Linked DNA regions of Mus musculus: regions 2, 3 and 4 are each linked to region 1. The links are chromatin contacts, called in public promoter capture Hi-C maps. All regions are on one chromosome and are shown on one strand. Each heading gives the region's core, a stretch centred on a gene start, on an enhancer-like site or on the middle of the called end of the contact. The rest is flanking DNA. Distances are from core to core; before and after follow the strand shown. Region 1 holds the start of Slfn3 (schlafen 3). Region 2 holds the start of 5530401A14Rik (RIKEN cDNA 5530401A14 gene). Region 3 holds the start of Ccl2 (chemokine (C-C motif) ligand 2). Region 4 holds the start of Ccl11 (chemokine (C-C motif) ligand 11).

Region 1 (2,654 bases), core at 115-2,614:
CTGTTGTGAGCTGCCATGTGGATGCTGGGATCCTTTGGAAGAACAACCAGTCTTCTTAACCACTGAGCCATCCCTTCAGCCCCATCATATAGCTTTTAAAGGGTATGAAAGCACTAGGGAGACTTATGTAGGAAGAGGTCTATCATGTGGGTGGAGGGACAAGGGAGAGTAAAGAGGAACCCATGACCAAAGGACATTCCACAGATGATAATATTACATTGAAACACTTAATTCAGTGCAATTTAATACCAATTAATAAGAAAGAGGCTCATGAGATTGGAAAAACATCGCCATCAACAACACATCAACTTTCCTTCGGACTTTCTATTTGAGGTCTTTGGAAGCTGTAGTTGCCTTTGCTGTTTGAACACTAGAGGGCACTGACAGCTAAAATGACAACTACAGAACCAACCTTACAGTAATAAGAGTTGGTTGGTTGGAAGGCTAAGGTGGGGCATTACAGTGACTTGGCCTATATCACATAAATGCAACTTTCCTCACGGGGCCACTGTGGTTGGGTAGTCTGTCCTACACCTGCTCAGGCAGGCTCCTTTCCTCAACCTCTTCTGGCATGGTTCCTGTCCTCTACCTCTTCTGGCATGGCTGAACTCTGCTCCTTTCCTCTCGCTTCTTGGCAGGAAAATCCTAAAAGTCCCCCCTTTGTCTGCCCTGCCCAGGCATTGACTGTGGGCATCGTTACTTACCAACCAGAACCAACTGGGGGCAGCCACGAAAACTCTTGACCAAACTCAATGCAGTAAAGAGTGCATTTTATACAGGGCTTTTAATATGAAGTTTCCTCCCCCCCCCCCTATTTCATATATAGGCTAACTTATAATTGGATTTTTAAAACCTTCAGGTTGGATTTTAAAGTTAGCCTGGATGTGGAGGAAGGGAGGGCCAGCCAGGCGATACAGAAGGGACTCATGTGAGCATTGTGGCAGAAACTAAAACCACATGCTGGTCGCCTTGTCCTTTCTAGACAGCCTTCAGGGAGGGTGACTAATTACAGGAGCGGATATATTCAAAACATCGCTCAGGCCTCATGATTATTTTCTGTGTTTCCTTCTCTTGCTCTCCATGATCTGAGGATATTGTTCCTTCCGCACTGGTCAGTTTCTTCTAAAGAGGCCCCTGTGTGATTTCAGTTATATAGCAGGACTTTCTGACCCAGAAGCGGTACAAATGATGACACAGAGGCTTTTGGGTATTTTAAAGCTTAAGCCTATAGCTGGGCAGATTCCCAACCAACTTTCTAGTTCATCCCGATTAGTCCTGGCATTACCTTCCATGTGTGGCCAGCTCTGTGTCTCTGCTCCTGTTCAGGTCCGTCTTTCATCTCCGAGGCCCCAGGCATTTTTGGCGCGCCTTTGCTTTCTTTTACCAGAGTCCCTCCCCCAGGAAGTTCTGTCATCCACTTCCTGCCCAGCTCCGGTGAGGGTGGGAGGCAGAAATCAGAGTGGCTAAGGACCTTGCACAGTCATCAGTGTTCCAATGTCTAGCTGCACAGCTAAGCTGAGAATTCCCCAGGATGCCTGGCACTCTAGGGATTATGCAAGGATGCCTCTGAAACAGAGTGCTGTCCATTACATTCTCCTAGTCAGACTGGCTAAACCTCTGTGGGACACTTGCTTCAGTCCCTAAAATGTAGCATTATAAAAAATTAGCAGGTCATAAAAGTATCTGTGTGTAGCTGGGGGGCTGGGTGTTCACAGCTACACCACCATGTGGAGGTCAGAAGACAACTGGCTCGAGTCAATTTTCTCTCTCTCCTGCACAGAGATCCCTGGGGCTGGGCTCCTCAGGCAAGGTGGGAGCTGCCTCCATCCACTGAGCCATCACTTCACTGGCTCCCACTCTTAAGTCTTTCCCCAAGGTTTGTCCTGTTGACCTGAAAACCTGACTCTGCAGCCAAGCATGCCATTACTAGGACTCCATTGCTCTTTCCCAGTTCATGTCCCTACCCAGGTCTCTGCCCCACACTGTTACAGTCATCCTTTACTTGGGTTCCTCCTTCTGACTTTCCTATGTTAATCCAGCTCCTGACCTGATACCCAAAGAGGCTGACATTAGGCAGGCAGCTGCTGCTTTTGTTGAAACTCTCTGCCAATGATCCTCCCGTGAGTTCCCGTAGCTTTGAGAGTGCAACAACTTCCTAGGTCATACATGATGTGTCCCACTACTCTCACGACTTCACACTGATGTCACCTCCATGAAACAAGTGTTTCTAATGTGTCTCAGCCCCAGTGGCTGTTGTGTGGAGGCAGAATGGTAGGGTGATCTCTAGTCCAGCTACTGTGACAGGTGTCACGAGGTGCTCATGCAGCTATGATAATGTGTCTTCTCACTTCCTTGGTCTTCAAAGGTCTAGGCCATAACTCTGAAAACCACAATCGCAAATCTTCAAAACAACTAAAACCCCAAAGCCAGAAAAACTTATCCTGGAAAAACAATAAGAATTCTTTAAGAGAATTTGATGACGTTTTGTTAAGATCATTTATTTTAGAAATATTAAAATGGCAGAACCTTTGTTATCCAAATTTTTTTATGTATAACTTCTCAGTTAATAATGAAGCTTTGTTGAAGAAAGATACAAGTAGAAGAACTGTATTCATAAAAACACAGATCTGAGGACAGAGCACATGAAAAAATGA
Region 2 (2,654 bases), core at 44-2,543, 1.3 Mb after region 1:
ATGGCTCAGGGCATTCCCATACTTGTGGGCATTTATGTGAGCAAAGGCCTTGATTGGGGCGACAAGGCTATCTAGGGAGGTTGACATTGGTGTGTATGTGGGGAGGGGGAGGTAGCACTTCCTGATGCCCAGATCTCTGACATGGTGAGTGCTCTGTAAATGCTCATGGGATTCATCTGATTCTTAGGAGCCTCTGGGCTGTTGGGGAGAAGAAGATGAAGGACCAGTGGCCTAGCCCTAAAAGCTTGCTGTGCAGACATGAGCATCTGAGTTCTAATTCCCAGTGCCCATGTTTAAAAACAAAAAAAAATCCAAAAAAATGGGCATGATCATATACCTCTATAACCCTAAGTACTGGGGTTCTGGGGACAGGGTCAGGAGACTGGCTTGGGCTTGCTGGTTGCCAGCTAGCTCTGGGTTCAGTGAGAGCTCCTATCCCAAGGGATTATGGGTAGAGAGGGAGTAAGAATGATAGATTGGGCCACTTGATATCTTCACCTGGCTTACACACACACACACACACACACACACACACACACACACACACACACACATAAAGCAAAGTTACGAAATTTTTCAAGTGTGTTTCCAGGGCAGCAACTTAACTCAGAAATCATCTACCCATTTTCCTACCTCCTTGATGAAGACTTGTAGGTCCCAAGACAGCTCTGCACTGGCCTAGATCCATTCAGAGTAGAACAGGGCCTAGGAACTGGGGCTACACCCTCGTCAAGCATAAGAGGTCCTTCTTTGGAGCTATGCAGCCTCTTCCATGTGACTGCAGAGTTCACTGGAGTAAAAACAAAGTGCTGCCCACTGGATGCCTGGGGGACATCCCATTTGACCTGCTTGCCACTCATCAAGCAAAGGAAATGCACTGCAGTACTTGAGGAAAAAGCTTTTCCTATGTAGGTTAAACACCCCACCTTTCCCCAGCCTCATTGGCTCTGTGCCTTTGCCAGTAGACCCTCAAACAGAACCCAAGCAAGCTGCTGTTCTTTCCGGGTGGCTCATGCAAGATGGAAGAACACCCAGGGGGTGCTGAGGGCTTCTGGCTCACATTACATCAGCTTTGATGATGCTGGCTTCCAGTGGAGACCTGGGGTCAGTGTACATACTCAGTCAGCCTGCTAGGCAACAGGCAGTGGAAGCCCAGAGTAGCCTTCCTGGCAACTGATGAGCTCTTTTCTGTCAGAGCCCTAATGAGGTTTCAGTGCCAGGAGGCAAGCAAAGGGAAAGCAAACAGCCCAAAGTTGCTAATGTCACTGACAGTAACTAGGCTGCACAAGCCCTGTGCTGCCTCTTCTGCCTAAGAGAAAGAGACAGAAGGGGCAAAGCTCAGCCCTTTTAATTGGGGGGTGGGGCAGAGAGGGAATTCTTAGGAATCCATCTGTGCATGCAGGAGGGAATCTAGAATTAACCCTTTCTGCCTCATTAATTGCTAACTGCGGAGGGTAACAGCCAAAGCTGGGAACAGGAGGGGCTAGGTGCTGTTTCTGCGAGCAGAGACTGTAGTAGGCTCCTTGGGGAGTCACAGAAGCAGCTCCAGACACTGGACAGCCCAGGCTTACTGGATTACCTCATGCCTTCCCATGTACAGCCCATGGTCTCTGGAGCTCCTTTTTAAACCCCAGAAAGGGCTGACCTAGTATTTAAGGGTGAGGCAAACCTGGGTTCAAATCCAGTTGTAGTCTGTGGAATAGGAAATGGCTGCCTCGTGAGCTTTGAGGGCAGGTGAGTGAGATAACATCTCTATATCACAGGGATAAAACATTACATATTGATTGACTTGTTTTAAACCTTGTGCCCACCCTAGCCTCACCTGCTCATGTTGAACTGCTAAAGAGCTTGTCTTTGGGGCCTGTTTCAGTTTGTATGCTGCTCTAAGAAGATACCAGAGATGGAATAGTTTACCAACATCAGAAATATATCTCTTCATGGTTCTGAGGTTGGAAGGCTGGGACAGCCAAGGTGGAAGGCCTGGAAGGCCCCACTGTCTTGTAAGGGCTACTCTCTGATTCTGGGGTGGTGTCTTCAGGCTGTAAATTCTGGCTAGGGAAGGCCACTCTGTGTTCTCCCATGTTGGAAGGCAGAAGAAAGGGAAAGGGTGGGGGAGCTAAATGCACCATGAGGCTTCTTTTATATGGCACTTAACCTTGTTCTCCTGAGAGGCCACGTGGCTGGATCCTTCTGAGACATTAATAAGACCTGAAGTTTGGAGAGGAAACATAAGTCACAGCCATGCCTGCCAGGTCTGTGTGTGAGCTTTTGAATAAAACTATGATGAACAGGAAGGGAGGAAGAAGAGAGAGATGGAAGGAGGAAGGAAGGAGGGAATTATATTCCAAGAGTCAAGAATACCTTAGGAAAGAAAACAGTGGAAGCAGAATGATAAGGAGTTGGGGAAGAAGGGAAATGTCCGAGAGGTGAGCTTGCATTGAGGACTTAAGTGGAGACAAGGACAGACAGGTTTCAGAGGAACTATGAGAAGTGACCTTTAACAGTCAACATGACACAGTCTAGATTTGCCTGAGGAAAAACCCTCAGTTGATGCATTGCCTAGTTCAAATTGGCCTGTGTGCTTGTCTGTAAGGGGATTGTTATGGTTGTTCATTAATAGTAGTGCCCTGCCCACTGTGGGTGGCACCATTTCC
Region 3 (2,654 bases), core at 116-2,615, 1.2 Mb after region 1:
GAGCTTGGTGACAAAACTGTGGGAAGAGAAAAGACACTGTTAGATGAAGTTCAGTCTGGTATACATGGAGGGGCTGTGTAGAGCTCAGCGGGGGAGGGCAGGTAGAAAAAGGGGACTCAAAGTGACCTGCTTCTCCTGCAGGTTTTCTAAGATAAGCTTGTGGAGTAGAAAGGGCCTGAACAGCAGCCATAGAGACAATGCTGTTGAGAACTGCCTTTGCCTTCTTGGCCTTGGTTTCCCCATTGGATCTGAGTGTGTGACTGACTATAAGTATATGAGGACCATCCCTTGTTCTTAAGGAAAAACCTTTGGACCAGGGAGGGCCGGGGTATGTAACTCACACTACAGCTTCTTTGGGACACCTGCTGCTGGTGATCCTCTTGTAGCTCTCCAGCCTACTCATTGGGATCATCTTGCTGGTGAATGAGTAGCAGCAGGTGAGTGGGGCGTTAACTGCATCTGGAGAGTAAAAGAGAAGCACATTAGGACAGGAAAGATGCTTCTGACCTTAGAGAAGAGAAGGACCACGGGGAGAAGGCAGTTTCAGCAGGATGGGATATAAATGCCAATACATCAGATCTGGGATGTGATCTTTGACAACAGACTCAGTTATTTGCAGCTTAAAGTAGGCTCACAGTCTTGGGTAGAGGGATGCCATTAAAACTATGTGACTCTGGGGACTGTCATTTGGGGGAGTTAGAAGTCAAATTACTATGACCTGAGAAGATTACCTGAGTACATTACTGTAGGCTGCAAAAAAAAAAAAAAAAAAAAAAAAAAAAAAAAAATCAAATCATGAGTATCTCTGATCCCAACCACCTCCGCTAAGCTGCTATCTCTGGAAGCAGGGCTGGGTGAAACACAGCTCGGATCTTGGATCTCTTCCCCTTTCTCCTCTATCTGGAAAAAGGCACCAACCCAAGCCTCTGTTTGATCACCCAGGTTCCCAAATACTGAGGGAAGTAACTGGAACAGGAACTATATGAAGGTGTGATTCCAAATTTAGATCTAACAATTAAAATTCTAGTTGCTTTCCAGAAGCAATCTTGTAATTGGGTTGGCTCTTTGTCCTTCCTTCTTTATGCTCCTTATCTTGGTTAAAGAAAAAAAAAAAAGTACCTGACCATGTGAGACTATGCTATCACAATCCACGACAATTCAAAAATGGGGTGATATGCTGGGAAGGGAGCTGGGGGGGTCTCACCTGGCTGAGCCAACACGTGGATGCTCCAGCCGGCAACTGTGAACAGCAGGCCCAGAAGCATGACAGGGACCTGCATGGTGGTGGAGGAAGAGAGAGCTGGCTTCAGTGAGAGTTGGCTGGTGCTGGTGCTGGGCTGGCCTTCCTCCCGTCTGGCTCTCTGCACTTCTGGCTGCTCTGAGGCAGCCTTTTATTGTAAGCCAGGGGGGTGGAGTCAGGCAGGGTGCTTGGTGCCAAGGAGTAGCATCACCCTGGATAAGTGATGGAAAGTGGAAGTTGAATCCGCTGAGTAAGTGCAGAGCCCTCGGGTGTTTCCAGGAAGTGGAAGAGAGAAACTGTGGGTTGGAATTTGGTATTTTTCTAGCCACTCCTGGGAGCAAATGAAGCTGCGCAGGGAGTAGGGGGGGGGGGGGGGAAAGAGGGAAGAATTGGCAGTAATTGTACTACTGTGACCACAAGTGTGAATGGAGTGGCTCTGCTTTCACTGAAATAAAAGGAAGTGGCCAAGGAACCTAAAGTCCTTAGGAAGAAGATGCTTGGAAACACAGCCTAGCTTGCCCCTGGCTCAAGGAACCTTGCAGCTGGGAAAGGACCCCCAGTAAGTCGGCTGAGTCCTTGGTTATCAGGCCTTGTTGAATACAGCATTCTCTCCACTTGGTGGTTACCAGATATTTTGCAGCACTAAGAAGCTTTGTGACATTGATATGAACTGTCTGAGTTGTAAAAGTCCAGACCTGGAAAGCCATATACATGAGCTCATGGTGCAGAAGAAATTTCTATATAAAACTCACCTAGTGCTTACTCTGGGCCAGGAGTGGTTGGAACCCTTCACAGTGCAGTCTCTAATTTCCCCAGCTCTGGTAAGTAGATGCTGTTACTCCCCATTCTCAGATCAGGCAGCTGAGGTCCAGAAGGGTCATGTAGGTAACTGCCCTAAGAGTCCCTGGAACAGGACCCAGGTAGCTCCAGCCTGGCTATCATCACATTACCTTCAAACTAACAGACAGCTAACGGGCCATGGAGAAACATGCCTTTTGGTTAAGTCATGATGAATTAGAAGCCTGTGTGTTAGCGTTTACTACTCCTGGTAGCTCTCTGCCCTGTTTCCTTCGTGATTTCCAGGGACCATGAGTGAGCCAACTGGAATGTCTGGCTTAATTCAGCTTTCCAGGTTTAGATTTCTTCACAAACAGTGTGATCAAAGCGATAAAATCTGAAAGCCCTTAGAATTCATTTCAGCAGACTCTTGATAAAAAGAGTGGCGCTCTCACATGCGTGCCAGTGGCTGAGCGGAGTCTTCCACTCAGGTATCTTGATTTCCTCCTTCCTCTGTAGCATCCTTTTGAGTCTTTCCTGATTGGCAGAGTTGTACCCAAGATTTGTCTTTCATAGAGAGTCGTGGAGACAATGACTGTAAAGGAATGGGGGGATGCTTGGAAGAGAACAGTTCTGA
Region 4 (2,654 bases), core at 60-2,559, 1.1 Mb after region 1:
CACTAGAGCTGATATTTTGTTCTCCCTCTCCCTCTCCCTCTCCCTCTCCCTCTCCCTCTCCCTCTCCCTCTCCCTCTCCCTCTCCCTCTCCCTCTCCCTCTCCCTCTCCCTCTCCCTCTCCCTTCCCCTTCCCCTTCCCCTCCTTTTTTAAACACTGGCTTGCTATGTACCTAGTAATATCACTCATTCAAAACCATAAACATGATCATCAAAGATCGTTTTCTCCAGGCCAGAAGGAAGGGGCTAGAAAAGGCCCCACCACTCTGATACCCCAGTGCTGTCATTAAGAGGAGCACCACAGCAATGCGATAGTCTCAGAGCCAGTCATCAAACATTCTCCACTCTCTCTGCTTTCTGGACACAAGTGAGGTTATGCTCTTGTATCTTTTGTTGGCTGGAGGTTTTAACCAGTTTGGTCAGGATGGGAGAAGATGAAATGGCATGCGATAGTTCTGAGCTTGCACGTGTTGCCTGCAGAGCAGACACTTTTTACCTTTGCTCTCCTAGGCAGTCTGGGAACCTGAGTATACAGCACGGAAGCTGAGCCCATGTGTTATTATTGTTTGCTATGGGCAAGGAGTTGGCCCTTGTTGATTTGATTTGGATTAGCTGTGACTGCAGCATGCATGAGTTTGCAAACACCTACAACAGGTTCTCAAACACAGTAAAGATGCACCCATTTGAGAGCGTGTCTCAGGACCTCCTGCTTCGTCACTGTTGCTCTCTTAGAGCCCTGCAGAAACTCTTCCCCCAAAATAGGACCTTCCATTTCATTACTATCCAAATGCTCACTTTGTCATACTCAGAAATGTGAGGAAAGCTGACTGTGTGGATGCACTTAGCACCTGCCTCAGTAGTCATGAGAAAGGATGGGAGAAGGAAGGGGAAGAGGGAGTGGGAGACAGAGACAGACACAGAGACAGACAGACAAGAGACAGAAAGAGAAATATGAATGTGGACCAATATCAGTTCTGGCTGTTTTACTGGTTGGGGTTTCTATCCCATCTTTGAATGGTGGGGTTAGCAGCAAGTCTCTGAAGAGTCTCGCTATTTGGCTGAGAAATGCCTGGCTTTCCTCAAAGATTAGAGGGGACTTACCTGGGTGAGCCAGCACCTGGGAGGTGAAGGAAGTGACCGTGAGCAGCAGGAATAGAAGCGCTGTGGAGCTCTGCATGGTGGAGGGAGACAGATGGAAGTTACTGCTTGGATCTCAGCCTCTGGGCTCTGTAGGCTCTCCCGACTAGCTTTATAGGGAGCAGAGTGGGTGGAAGCTTCCAGAGAAAACTGCCTGCACAAGGTCATGAAGGAGGGGTCTTGAGCAGTGGAACACTCTCAGATCCTGGAAAGACAGCAAATAGAAGAAACACAAAACCGTGGGAGGGACTTGGCATCTGTTAAGGGATGGGAGTGAAAACTGAAGAGATTGTGCGATTATGAAATGCGACTGATCATTGTGCAGTGGAACAAAGAAGCCAGGAGATGACATGTGGAAGCCAGTCCTGGTTCCTGTTCACCTGGTGTTTTGGAGTCCCAGAAGAGCCCTTCTCAGAAAACAGGGCATGATAGTCATGCTTGCCCTTTTTATGTAATTCAATGGTCATACAATCTTAGTGTCCAGGAACTTAGCATTGTGGGAAGCATCAGGTGTAGGGACAGCTTAGAAAACTAAGATCACACTTGGCTTGAGCTTCACACAGACAGACAGACAAACAGACAGATCACACATACACACATACACACCAGGTGGTTGGCAATACAGGACCACCACCTGTACCAAGCTACATATACATCCTTGTCCAAAGAATGCAGGAAACTGGTTTCTCTGCCCTAATAATCTCCGGTAATTCCTTAGCACCCCACCCAACTTTCACTGGTTAGAAGTTATTCAAGGACATCTCAGTATGCATTCTGGAATTAGGAGGAGGAGTGCATCTGGCTTGGATGGGCAAGCTATGTTCCCAGAATGAACGTTTAGGGGAAACTCTCTCTGTCATCCCATGCGTGATTGGATGTACATATGATGAAATTCCGGTGCATTGTGGGGAAGGACAGTATGCAGCAAGTAAAGCCTTAGGTAACCTAAGCCTGCCAATCAAAACAGGAATCTACCCAACATTCCCCTGCCCTATGGGCTAACTCCACTTGCTGGACGTTCTGAAGGAAACCCAGGGAATATGACAGCATGAGACTCTGGAGCGATCTCACTCAGAACCCATTGCTGCCTTTGTAGTGCTTCCGTGCCATGTCTATTTTGTGCTTTTGTATGGAGCCTCTCGCTGTTCTGCTCATGCTTGCTGTTCTCAACCCCTGGTGCAGCACTTCAAGAGCCCTGACATCCCTGACTAGACAACAACCACCACAAGCAAGGAAAGAGAAAAAAATAAGCTAATTCCTACTGTCCTTAACTCCCTCTAACAAAAGCATGACCTTTTGAATCTTTATTTCAGTACAAACACCTAAGTGAATTTGATGTTCATACCTCACTGATCTAGAAGATGGTAGATTAAAATGAAGGAAAAAGTCAGGACTGGGCAAATATTTAAAATATTTAAAACCAAAATACCAGCTGATAGCAACCTGCTATGATTGCCTGGTGTCCTCAGGCAAAGCACCTCTAATGCTCACGCAAATAGAAACACCAGGAAACCAAAGAT

Evidence for each region. Promoter capture Hi-C pulls out the DNA fragments that hold promoters and counts their contacts.
Region 2: a contact with region 1 is called in a promoter capture Hi-C map of liver, with 4 times the contacts expected there. The contact joins the promoter of 5530401A14Rik here to the promoter of Slfn3 in region 1. A contact is called at or near these places in 2 of 39 promoter capture datasets (hippocampal neurons and liver).
Region 3: a contact with region 1 is called in a promoter capture Hi-C map of hippocampal neurons, with 6 times the contacts expected there. The contact joins the promoter of Ccl2 here to the promoter of Slfn3 in region 1. A contact is called at or near these places in 7 of 39 promoter capture datasets (frontonasal cranial neural crest, hippocampal neurons, liver and 3 more).
Region 4: a promoter capture Hi-C map of hippocampal neurons shows a contact between it and region 1, with 5 times the contacts expected there. The contact joins the promoter of Ccl11 here to the promoter of Slfn3 in region 1. A contact is called at or near these places in 3 of 39 promoter capture datasets (embryonic stem cells, hippocampal neurons and pre-B cells).

Annotation. Positions count from the first base shown.
Region 1 is chr11:83,190,040-83,192,693 of GRCm38.p6, reverse strand. Slfn3 (schlafen 3) reads right to left here and starts at 1,364. Exons shown (of 3, transcript NM_011409.1): 1 at 1,286-1,364. It overlaps Slfn4 (schlafen 4), which reads right to left. Exons shown (of 8, transcript NM_011410.3): 8 at 2,478-2,654.
Region 2 is chr11:81,859,316-81,861,969 of GRCm38.p6, reverse strand. 5530401A14Rik (RIKEN cDNA 5530401A14 gene) reads right to left here and starts at 1,293. Exons shown (of 5, transcript NR_038010.1): 1 at 634-1,293. It also overlaps a transcript of Asic2 not described here.
Region 3 is chr11:82,034,288-82,036,941 of GRCm38.p6, reverse strand. It overlaps Ccl2 (chemokine (C-C motif) ligand 2), which reads right to left and starts at 1,365. Exons shown (of 3, transcript NM_011333.3): 1 at 1,205-1,365; 2 at 342-459; 3 at 1-16. The coding sequence starts at 1,280.
Region 4 is chr11:82,056,487-82,059,140 of GRCm38.p6, reverse strand. Ccl11 (chemokine (C-C motif) ligand 11) reads right to left here and starts at 1,309. Exons shown (of 3, transcript NM_011330.3): 1 at 1,099-1,309. The coding sequence starts at 1,174.